Regions from separate parts of the Mus musculus genome. Here region 1 is linked to region 2. A link is a contact called in public Hi-C data. All regions are on one chromosome and are shown on one strand. Each heading gives the region's core, a stretch centred on a gene start, on an enhancer-like site or on the middle of the called end of the contact. The rest is flanking DNA. Distances are from core to core; before and after follow the strand shown. Region 1 has its middle 28 kb from the start of Vwa3b. Region 2 overlaps Tmem131 (transmembrane protein 131).

Region 1 (4,887 bases), core at 836-3,335, 80 kb after region 2:
TAAATGTACCCATTTATGGGATGGGCATGTCAGCAGCTGCCTTGCAGACATGCCATGTGAGCACCAAACAGAAAGAAGCAAACCCCAAGGGCACCACATTTGGGCTGCTCAAGTTATGCAAAATCACATGGTAGGTGTGATAACCCACACCTGTCATCCAAAGGGTGTTACGTCATGTCTAGATGAGTGACAGTACCAACCACAGCATAAAGGCTAGGAAAAGGGCTGTGTTGCCTCTACCAAGTTCTTACCCTCTCAATACAGGCATATTGTTTCATTCCCATTTGGGTGAATCTGAGGAAGGGGAATGCTGAGATACAAAGGAGCGATTATGCATTTAAATTAATATTTTATAAATACTGAGAATTATTCATCAGACAAACAGAAGTTCTGAAAGGTGGAGGAGGAGGAGATGACAGACTACGGACTTTAGGACTTGAAGAATGACATTGTGGTGAGTTCCATATATACATGGAATATATATATGCACATATGGAAGGTATGCATATACATGTTTACATATACTTATATCATAATACACATATATAACATATACACACATATATATACATACATATACTCATACACACATATATAAATACATACACACATGGAATGTATGCATTACATGTTTACATATATTTATATCATACACATACATATATATGCACATATAATACATACATACATACACACATATATACACTTATACTCTCATATATACATGTATGTACATATGGGATATATGTACATACATGTTTACATATATTTATATCATATACACATATATAATATATACACACTTATGTATACATGCACTCATACACACATATACATATACATAATACACACATGGAATGTATGCATATACATATCTATATATATTTAAACCATACACACATATACATATACATGTGTGTATATACTCACACACATACATATATACACTCATGCACACATATACACACATATATATACATGCATACACATATGGAATGTATGTATACACATGTTTATAAATATATCATATACACACATAGATAATACATATATATACACATGTATATATACACTCACACACATATATACACACATACACATATGGAATGTATGCACATACATATTTACATATATTTATACCATACACACATATACATATACATGTATATGCATGCACACACATATGTATACATATGTACACATATGGAATATATGTATATACATCTTACATATATTTATATCACACGCACACACAGACGAACACACACACATGGTACTGTTCATATATCCTATGGAAAAGCAGAAGCTGGAAATGAATGAGATCTGGAAACGGCAGTGGTTCCAGGGAAAGCTCAGTTGGGAAGCTCTTGGTGTACATGGAGCCTGGGCTCAATTCCCAATATTGCAAACAACAGCAACAGTACACCTGTTCCCTCTTCCCAGAAGTCCCCAGTTGGATCTTTAGAGCATGTTAGAAATTGTGTTTTTTTGGTGATCTTTCCCAAACTGAAGCTTGCTGCTGAGGGTCTAGACCCTCAGTAGAAGCAAATTAAGACTGAGTTTCCTTGCTATTAAGTTTAGTAACAAGCTCACTTTTACCGGCACCTGTGGACATCCTGTGACAATACACTCCTGTCCTTCATTGTTAATGAGGCACAGCCTACAGGTACCCAGAATGCTGACCTGAGCCTAGTAGTGAGAAGGCCACTTATCCCTTAGTGTTGAAGGAGTTGTGTGGAGAACCCTGGCCTCTCCTTTCACCTGGCAGTAATGGCATAGCCACTCTTTTTTTTTTTTTTCTGATAGAATAATATCAAAAGAAGCAAGTAAAATAAATTTTAAATGAGACTCAAAATCTCATAGAGCAGTGCTCAAGATGTATGAGATACAATAGAAAAATCACCCATTGTAACAGGAACCTGAAAGCTCACAAAGGAAATTTCAAAATGACGAATAAATTCCAGCCCTAAGGTGACAGCCACGGAGGTCATCTGATGAAGATTTAAAGCATCTACAATGACAAAGAAACCGGAACCAACAAATGTTATGAATGTGCTTGAAAATGAAACCAACCGACATTCTAGTAAAGAAACGGGAACCACAAAGAACTATGTGGAGGGGCTGGAGAGAAGGGTGCTTGTTGCTCTTGCAGAGAGGTCCTAGCAGCCATGTTTGAGGCTCACAACACCTGTCACTCCAGCTCCAGGGGATCTTATGGCCCTGGCCTTGTGGGTCCCTGCACTCACATGCATACCTCTCCTCCCACATATACACATGATTAGAGCATAAGAAAGATGTAAAGAAAGAAGTGGACATTTTAGAACTGGACAGTGTAACAACTGGAAACTACAACAGGCAAGCTCAGTAAAAGGAAGAAGCCGGAGAGAGAATGAGAGACTACAAAGCTAGAACAACAGAAACGACCCAACTTCAACAAGTAAGTGTACGGATTTCTGTACACATATATGCATGCAATAACACACACACACACACACACACACAGAGGGAGCATGGGTTTGAAGGAGAGTGAGGAAGGTTTGGAGGGAGGAAAGAAAAGGGATGAATGCTGTAGTTAAATTATAATTTCAAAAGAAAAAAAATTTAGTGTTGACTAGATCGTAGCATTTATTTTCCTGTGACAAAAGACCTAATACTTGTCTCGAGAAAATAGAGAAAGAGCGTAGAATTAAAAAAAAAAAAAAAAAAGATGCTAGAAGATGTAGGGACTGAAATACTCCTCAGACTTGACAAGTCACCTAAAGACACAAAAGAAAGATACCAAGAATACAACAAAGGGAATTAAGGCTTAAAAAAACAAAACAAAAAAACAAACCAAAACCACTAATAAGAAACAGCAGGAAGAGAGAGAGAAAGGAAGAGGGGCAGAGGAGGAAGAAGGAGGAGGAGAAGGAGGAAGATAAAGAAGAGGAAGGAGCAGAAGAAGGGGGAGGAGGAAGAAGATGAAGGAGGAGGAAAGTGAGGAAGAGGAAGGAGGAGGAAGATGAAGAGGGGGAGGAGGAGGCAGGCAGCATCCCACAGGCATGAGGAAATGTCTGAAGACTAAAGAGTGATAAGTTATCTCTCCATTTAGTAATGAGCCAGTTAAAACCAGATTAGAGTATAGTAAACAGGTTTACTATAAATAATAAATAAAGCAGGTTTATTGGGAAGCTGCTTTCGGGCAAGTTCAATGGTCACAAGGACGGAGGTCAGGGAAGTTACAAATGGAGAGGGAGAGAGGGGGGGGGAGAGGGAAGAGAGAAAGACAGAGAGAGGGAAGGGAGAGAGAGAGAGAAGAAGAACAACACCTCTGGATTATGTAGGGAAGAGTGCCTGGGGGGGTGGGGGAAGGCAGCTCAGCCCCTGATCTGGAAAGTTCAGGGTTGGGAGCAGGATATGCCAGGAAGGGACTGAGGGATGCTGGGAGAGCCTGGAGGCCAGGTCTGCTTTGATACGTAAAATACCTCAGCCCCTTGTCCAGGGTCTGAAGGGTAACAAAGAGAAGGAAAACAATCTGGGGAAAAAAAATCAGAAAGATTTTCTCTGTGGGTGAAAAGAACTTTAATAACAAGAGAGCACTCATCAGAAAACACGGAGGCACGAACCTTGTTCATAGCTGAAAGAAGAACTCAGCTTGGAATCTTTTATCTGGTGCGAACAGTGTATAAAATCAAAGGACCAAGGCATCCGCAGATAAAGGGAAGGTAAAGAAACTTGTCACCAGCAGACGGATCCCCAAATAATGACTAAAGGAAGTTCTCTACACAAAAAGGAATTGAAGAAGAAGAAACTGTAGAAAGGCAGGAAAAATAAGGAACTCAGGACTGGGCAGTGGTGGCACACATTTTTAATCCCAGCACTTGGGAGGGAAAGGCAGGCAGATCTCTGAGTTCAAGCCCAGCCTGGTCTACAGAATGAGTTCCAAGACAGCCAGGGCTACACAGAGGAAACAATATCTCGAAAAACTAAACCAAAACAAAACGTCATCTAGTCTATCTTCCCTTCTGATCTTGAGTAACTTTTGATAAGGAAAGCAAAAATGGTAATGCTTTCTGATAAGGTCTTTAAAAGACCATAGTGGAAACTTTTTAAGACTGTTTAATAAATTAAATAAAAGTTCATACAAAAAGAAAGGAAACAGAAAAAGCCTGGCCTAATAGTTTAGCCCTATAACCCCAGCGTTCAGGAAGCTGGCCCAGTAGATGGCACCCCTGCCAGCCTGTTTCCCTCTGAGTAATATGCCTTTTGGCTTGGACCTTATCAACCCATTTTTTTACTAGTTAGTGGGGAGTGGAAAAAAATGGAGACCTTGGATAAGTCATCTTGAATCTGATGACACTTTGCAATGTAATGGATGTGTATCCTCCCCAACTCTGGAGTCTTAGAACATAGCCCAGGTACTCCCCCTGTTTAGCATCCTCCTGCCTCAACCTTCTGAGTACTAAGATTACAGCTATGCACCACCATGCCCATCTGTTGTGGTTCCTTCCTCCCTCCCTTCCTTCCTTCCTTCCTTCCTTCCTTCCTTCCTTCCTTCCTTCCTTCCTTCCTTCTTTTCTTTCTTTCTTTCTTTCTTTCTTTCTTTCTTTCTTTCTTTCTTTCTTTCTTTCTTTCTTTCTCTCTTCTTTCTCTCTCTCTCCCTCCCTTCCTCCATCCCTCCCTCCGTCCCTTCCTTCCTTCCCCCTTTTTTTTTTAAACATTTATACATCTTATTTATATGAGTACACTGTAGCTGTCTTCAGACACACCAGAGGAGGGCATCGGATCCCATTACAGATGGTCGTGAGCCACCATGTGTTTGCTGGGAATTGAACTCTGGACTTCTGGAAGAGCAGTCAGTGCTCTTAACCGCTGAGCCATCTCTCCAGCCCAGGTAATTTCTTATCC
Region 2 (4,177 bases), core at 1,377-3,876:
CTGCCTCTAAGTCCTGTTCCTTGGAACCAATGCTCTCTTCTGGCCTCTGTGGACCCTGACACACGCATGCAGGCACGCACACACATATGTGTGCACATGCGCACAAACACCTATTTTTAAAAAATAGTAAGATTAAATGGAAAGGTATTTAAATAAGTACTTAGATTATAGTAAAAAATAATACCTGCTAAATAAAATACTGCATTGAGAACCTTTTCGAGAGAGTTGCCAGTGGAGAGAGAAGAAGGTAAAGGTGGGTAGCGGAGAGAATCTTTAAACTAAAGTTGTTCCCATTTAGTCTAAGGGAAGCCAGACTCAGGATCCTTGATTGGTCGAAGTCAGTCAGTCCTGGAGTCTCAATGCTGCTGTCTCTAATCCTAACACACTCTCTCCCACCTCCTGCAGCAATGCCTTCCACCACTGTTTCCTGTGGCTATCTTTTCTTGTTTGTTCTGGTTTTGTCCTTTTTAGGTAGGAGGCAGAAGGCAAAAAAAGAAATTCAAGAGTCTGCAGACAAAGATGCCTTGTAACAAAGATACAGTGTCTTACTGCCTAAGCTCCCAAATGGGTCACTCATCCTGAACAATGACAGCTTTAGATGGCATTTGTGTATTTGGGGATCCCAAAAGCTTTTTTAAAAGCTGAACTTATAAGAAAATAATCATTATAGGAGACACACAGACTGACTCACACTGAGTGTGTCCTGAGGTGTGCCTTCCCCAACGTCCCCAGTGCACTCCTGCCCCCAATTCCAGGCCCATCACAGCAACCACCAGTAAGCAAGTGTCTGCCTAGAATCTGTTCAGCCATCAGATAAAAGACTGTTTCCAGGTCTAGCTTAGGAAATGGTACTACTGAATAAAACTTCATGAATAAACTTACCAGGGTCCAGTCTAACCTGGCTGGAGCCTGAATAGAGAGATGTAAAAGGGGTGGAAACAATTCAGCTGGTACAGTGTTGTCTAATTAGTATGCATGAGGCCCTCCATTCCGTCCCAGCACCAAATAAACAGGGTATGGTGTTACACATCTGTAATCCCAGCACTTAGGAGATAGAGGCAAAGAGGGCAGCAGTTCAGAGTCATCTCTGACTACACAGGCCATGCTGAGCTACCTGAGGCCATGTCTTTAAAAAGAAAAAAAAGAAAAAAAAAATCAAGACAAAAAATGAGATGTAACTACTAGATAGGGGCTCACAGAATCTGTATATAATCAAATAGAATATATTTAAAAGGTCCAGTGGGATGAAATATCTGGTAAAGGCACTCACTGCTAAGCCTAACTACTGAGTTCTAGTCCCAGAGCTCACACAGTGGAAAGAACCAAGTCCCACAAGTTGTCCTCTGACCTTCACACATGTGCCATATACACACAAAGTAAATGTAAAAAAGTCAATTGAAAATTCAGGTGGCATTTTAATATTAAGTATATTTAGTATATTAAGACTTTAAGATAGCAGCGAAAAGTTCTGAGGTGAACATGAGTGGGACATGAGCCAGTCCCACTTGTGGTTAAGCAGAATTACTGAGCCCTTGCCATGGGCCATGTGTACCACAGATAAACTAGCAGGCCCTCTATCTCACTGCAATGGGGCCTCTGAGAGTTAAGTCCCACCCTCAGAGGAGCTGCCTAGATACAAACAGAAATCTTCACAACCAGTCAAGCAGTGCTGGCTTACAGGAAGTGCAGGAGGCAAGGGGAACTCTCAACAGCCTCCACCTGTCCCATATGCTGCAGACAGATACTGGCCAGAGCAAGCGTCCTGGCTACTGTTATCAAGGACTACAGGCCATCTACAGCTCTCCACTCAAACCAGTTTTCTAAGGAACTCCCATTACAATAAAGAGGATATGGCAACATTTATGTTAGTTAGCTGATAAATTCACTCACTAAGGAACAATTTGTAACTACTGGGTATATCTAGGTTAAGCTTTTATCTCCAATGCTACAGGCACTGAGGTCACCCAGAACTTGGACTTCGAGCCAGCCCCTTGAGAGGAGCAGCAGTGTGTGCCTGGATAAACAAACACTGCTGTTCTAGCACCAGGTCCTCCCAGGCACTAGGCCAGGCTGCCTTTGTTTGGGTCCTGTTTCCTGGCTTCTGCTAGCCGGTTACCTCCCCCTTCTCTTAAGGCAGACACTTAAATGCCTATCTTATGTTTTCAAAACCATTTCCTTTACAGATCCTCATTACTGAGCCTTTCAAGCCTTCTCTGCTATCTCCAATGCTTATCTCTGGGCTGGCACGCCTCTTGATAGGCTGCCATTGAGTCTGAGTGCAGTCCTGCAGTGAGTCAGAATCTATCTCCACACCCACCTGGTGAAGACTGTTCCATCCTTCTCTATAGACAGTCTGCTCACAGGAAAACAACCTAATGTGTGTATCTTCAAGATACTTCAGGACCAGAAGCAGGAAGAGAATGCTCCAAGTTCACACTCCCCAATGTAGCTGGCTCATATTTTCCCTTCTTTGATTCCAGAGCTACCTACCAGATGTTATCATATAATGCAAATTAGTCACTGCTCTAAATTCTGCTCAGCACCTTTGGAAACACCCTGTCTGGGGTGGAGCTCTGCAGGGGTCGGGGCATCTGCCTCCAGGCCAGTCACCTCTGCAATCCAAGATCCCGGGCGGCTGGTGTGGTCCACCTCTCCTCCTGTGGACTGGGAATGACTATCCTAGTGCAGCTATGGCCAGAACTGAAATGTTGCCAGGAAAAGTGCTGCTGTAAGCTAAAAGTAGAAAGCAAGAGACTCGTCCTCCAGGGGATACACTAGGAAACTTGCTTTCCTACTGGAACACTATGCAAGGGAATGGAATGAAAAGTTGGCATACACTATTCAAATAAAATACCACCTTAAAGCAATGCCTACCGATTCACTGGGGTCCATCCTTAGCTCCACTCTGCCTGTGACTGTTCAATAAGAATAAAGGTACCGATGAATTATGCAATAACATTATGCAGCTTGACTGAGTAAAAAAGGGTAAAAAGATGTAAGTAGAGATGCAAGCCAAAGTTAAGAGTATAGTGAAGACAGAACAAAGGGCAGAATGTCTCTACGTAAAAAGTTACCGGACACTAACATTCCTCAACCTAGACAAAGTGCCTGAGAATACAAGAAGCATAGGCACGTCCATTTCAGTCAAGGAAAGCCCACATTTGGAATTTCCATGCAGGGAACTACATGGTTAGTAAATGACAAACTAATATATAAGAGCATTCATCTGAGAACCTCTGACCTATTCAGCAGACAATGAATTTAGGCAGAAACCAGCCGGGTGAAATAAAAGGACACGTGCTTGCTGACTGGGTCCCAGGGCTAGGGCCAGCAGAGAGGATGACAACTCAGACTGAGTTCTGCCACAAAGACAAAGCATCATCAAGCATTTTGACCAGCTTCCAAAAGTCTGCCCTTCTGGGCCTGTGGCTCATTTTCACCCTGGACGTGCAGTAGCAAAGCACAAGAAAGTAAAGCAGCAGCAGGTGCCACCAACACCTGCGCACTTCCAAACCAGCCCCAGCCCCAGCACCACCGCCACCGCCACCCTCCAGCTCACTGACCCGCATCAAAGCCCTCTCAAGCCCTCTCTGATGCGGCAAGTTTGTAATGCAGCTGATGGGGGAAAGACAAGAGGACAGAGAATGACTGACTGACATCACTGACTCCCCATGCACTGTGAGGTCTGCCTTAAGAGTTTTATCAGCTGCGATATAAACATTTGAAGACAGAGGTCAAACACTGAGCCCAGAGATCGCTGCAGCAGCAACTATGTGAAATGACACGTGACAATGCCATCGGTGGAAGCAGCTGTGAGAACCTAACTGTTTAGAAATGCACATAAATCATCTTGTCCATAGAGAGTGTACAGAGCCTTCGAAGAGGAGCCTGTGTGACCTACAATCCCAACACCTGCTACAGAGTCTATAACCGCTGGCCTGTGGCACACTGCTGAAGGCCTGCGAGGAAACGGCCCAGGCACATAAGCACTTGCTCTGTTTGATAAACAAGCAAAAGCAACAAATAAGTCAGTGTGATAAGCGGAAGCAACCTTTATATGATTTCTAAGAGGAAAAAGTCAGCTGACATAGTTCCTGAAACTGTATTTGTGGTAGTCTTTTTTCATAAGCTTGAAAAATTTGTAGAAATTAACAAACACAAAACCCTGAGAAAAATC

Evidence for each region. Hi-C and Micro-C count contacts between places; a contact is called where the count stands out from the background.
Region 1: a Hi-C map of regulatory T cells shows a contact between it and region 2, with 2.8 times the contacts expected there. The contact joins two enhancer-like sites. A contact is called at or near these places in 4 of 39 promoter capture datasets (the 3T3-L1 cell line, 3T3-L1-derived adipocytes, the SN4741 cell line and 1 more), 14 of 484 Hi-C or Micro-C datasets (CD4 T cells, ECoMG-derived neutrophils, bone marrow-derived dendritic cells and 7 more), 12 of 115 datasets of contacts at active chromatin or transcription factors (CD8 T cells, the SCID.adh cell line, bone marrow-derived dendritic cells and 4 more) and 1 of 9 other capture datasets (bone marrow-derived macrophages).

Annotation. Positions count from the first base shown.
Region 1 is chr1:36,998,451-37,003,337 of GRCm38.p6, forward strand. No RefSeq gene overlaps it. Among named protein-coding and RNA genes, the nearest start is that of Vwa3b, 28 kb to the right of the region's middle. Within about 2 kb of position 2,086, at least 93 of the 459 cell types and tissues checked have an H3K27ac peak or open chromatin away from gene starts, as enhancers often do. A contact at or near this core is called in CD8 T cells, the SCID.adh cell line, centroblasts and 2 more, where this site is marked.
Region 2 is chr1:36,918,260-36,922,436 of GRCm38.p6, forward strand. The region is part of intron 1 of Tmem131 (transmembrane protein 131); the gene reads right to left. Among named protein-coding and RNA genes, the nearest start is that of Tmem131, 19 kb to the right of the region's middle. Within about 2 kb of position 2,627, at least 201 of the 459 cell types and tissues checked have an H3K27ac peak or open chromatin away from gene starts, as enhancers often do. A contact at or near this core is called in CD8 T cells, the SCID.adh cell line, centroblasts and 2 more, where this site is marked.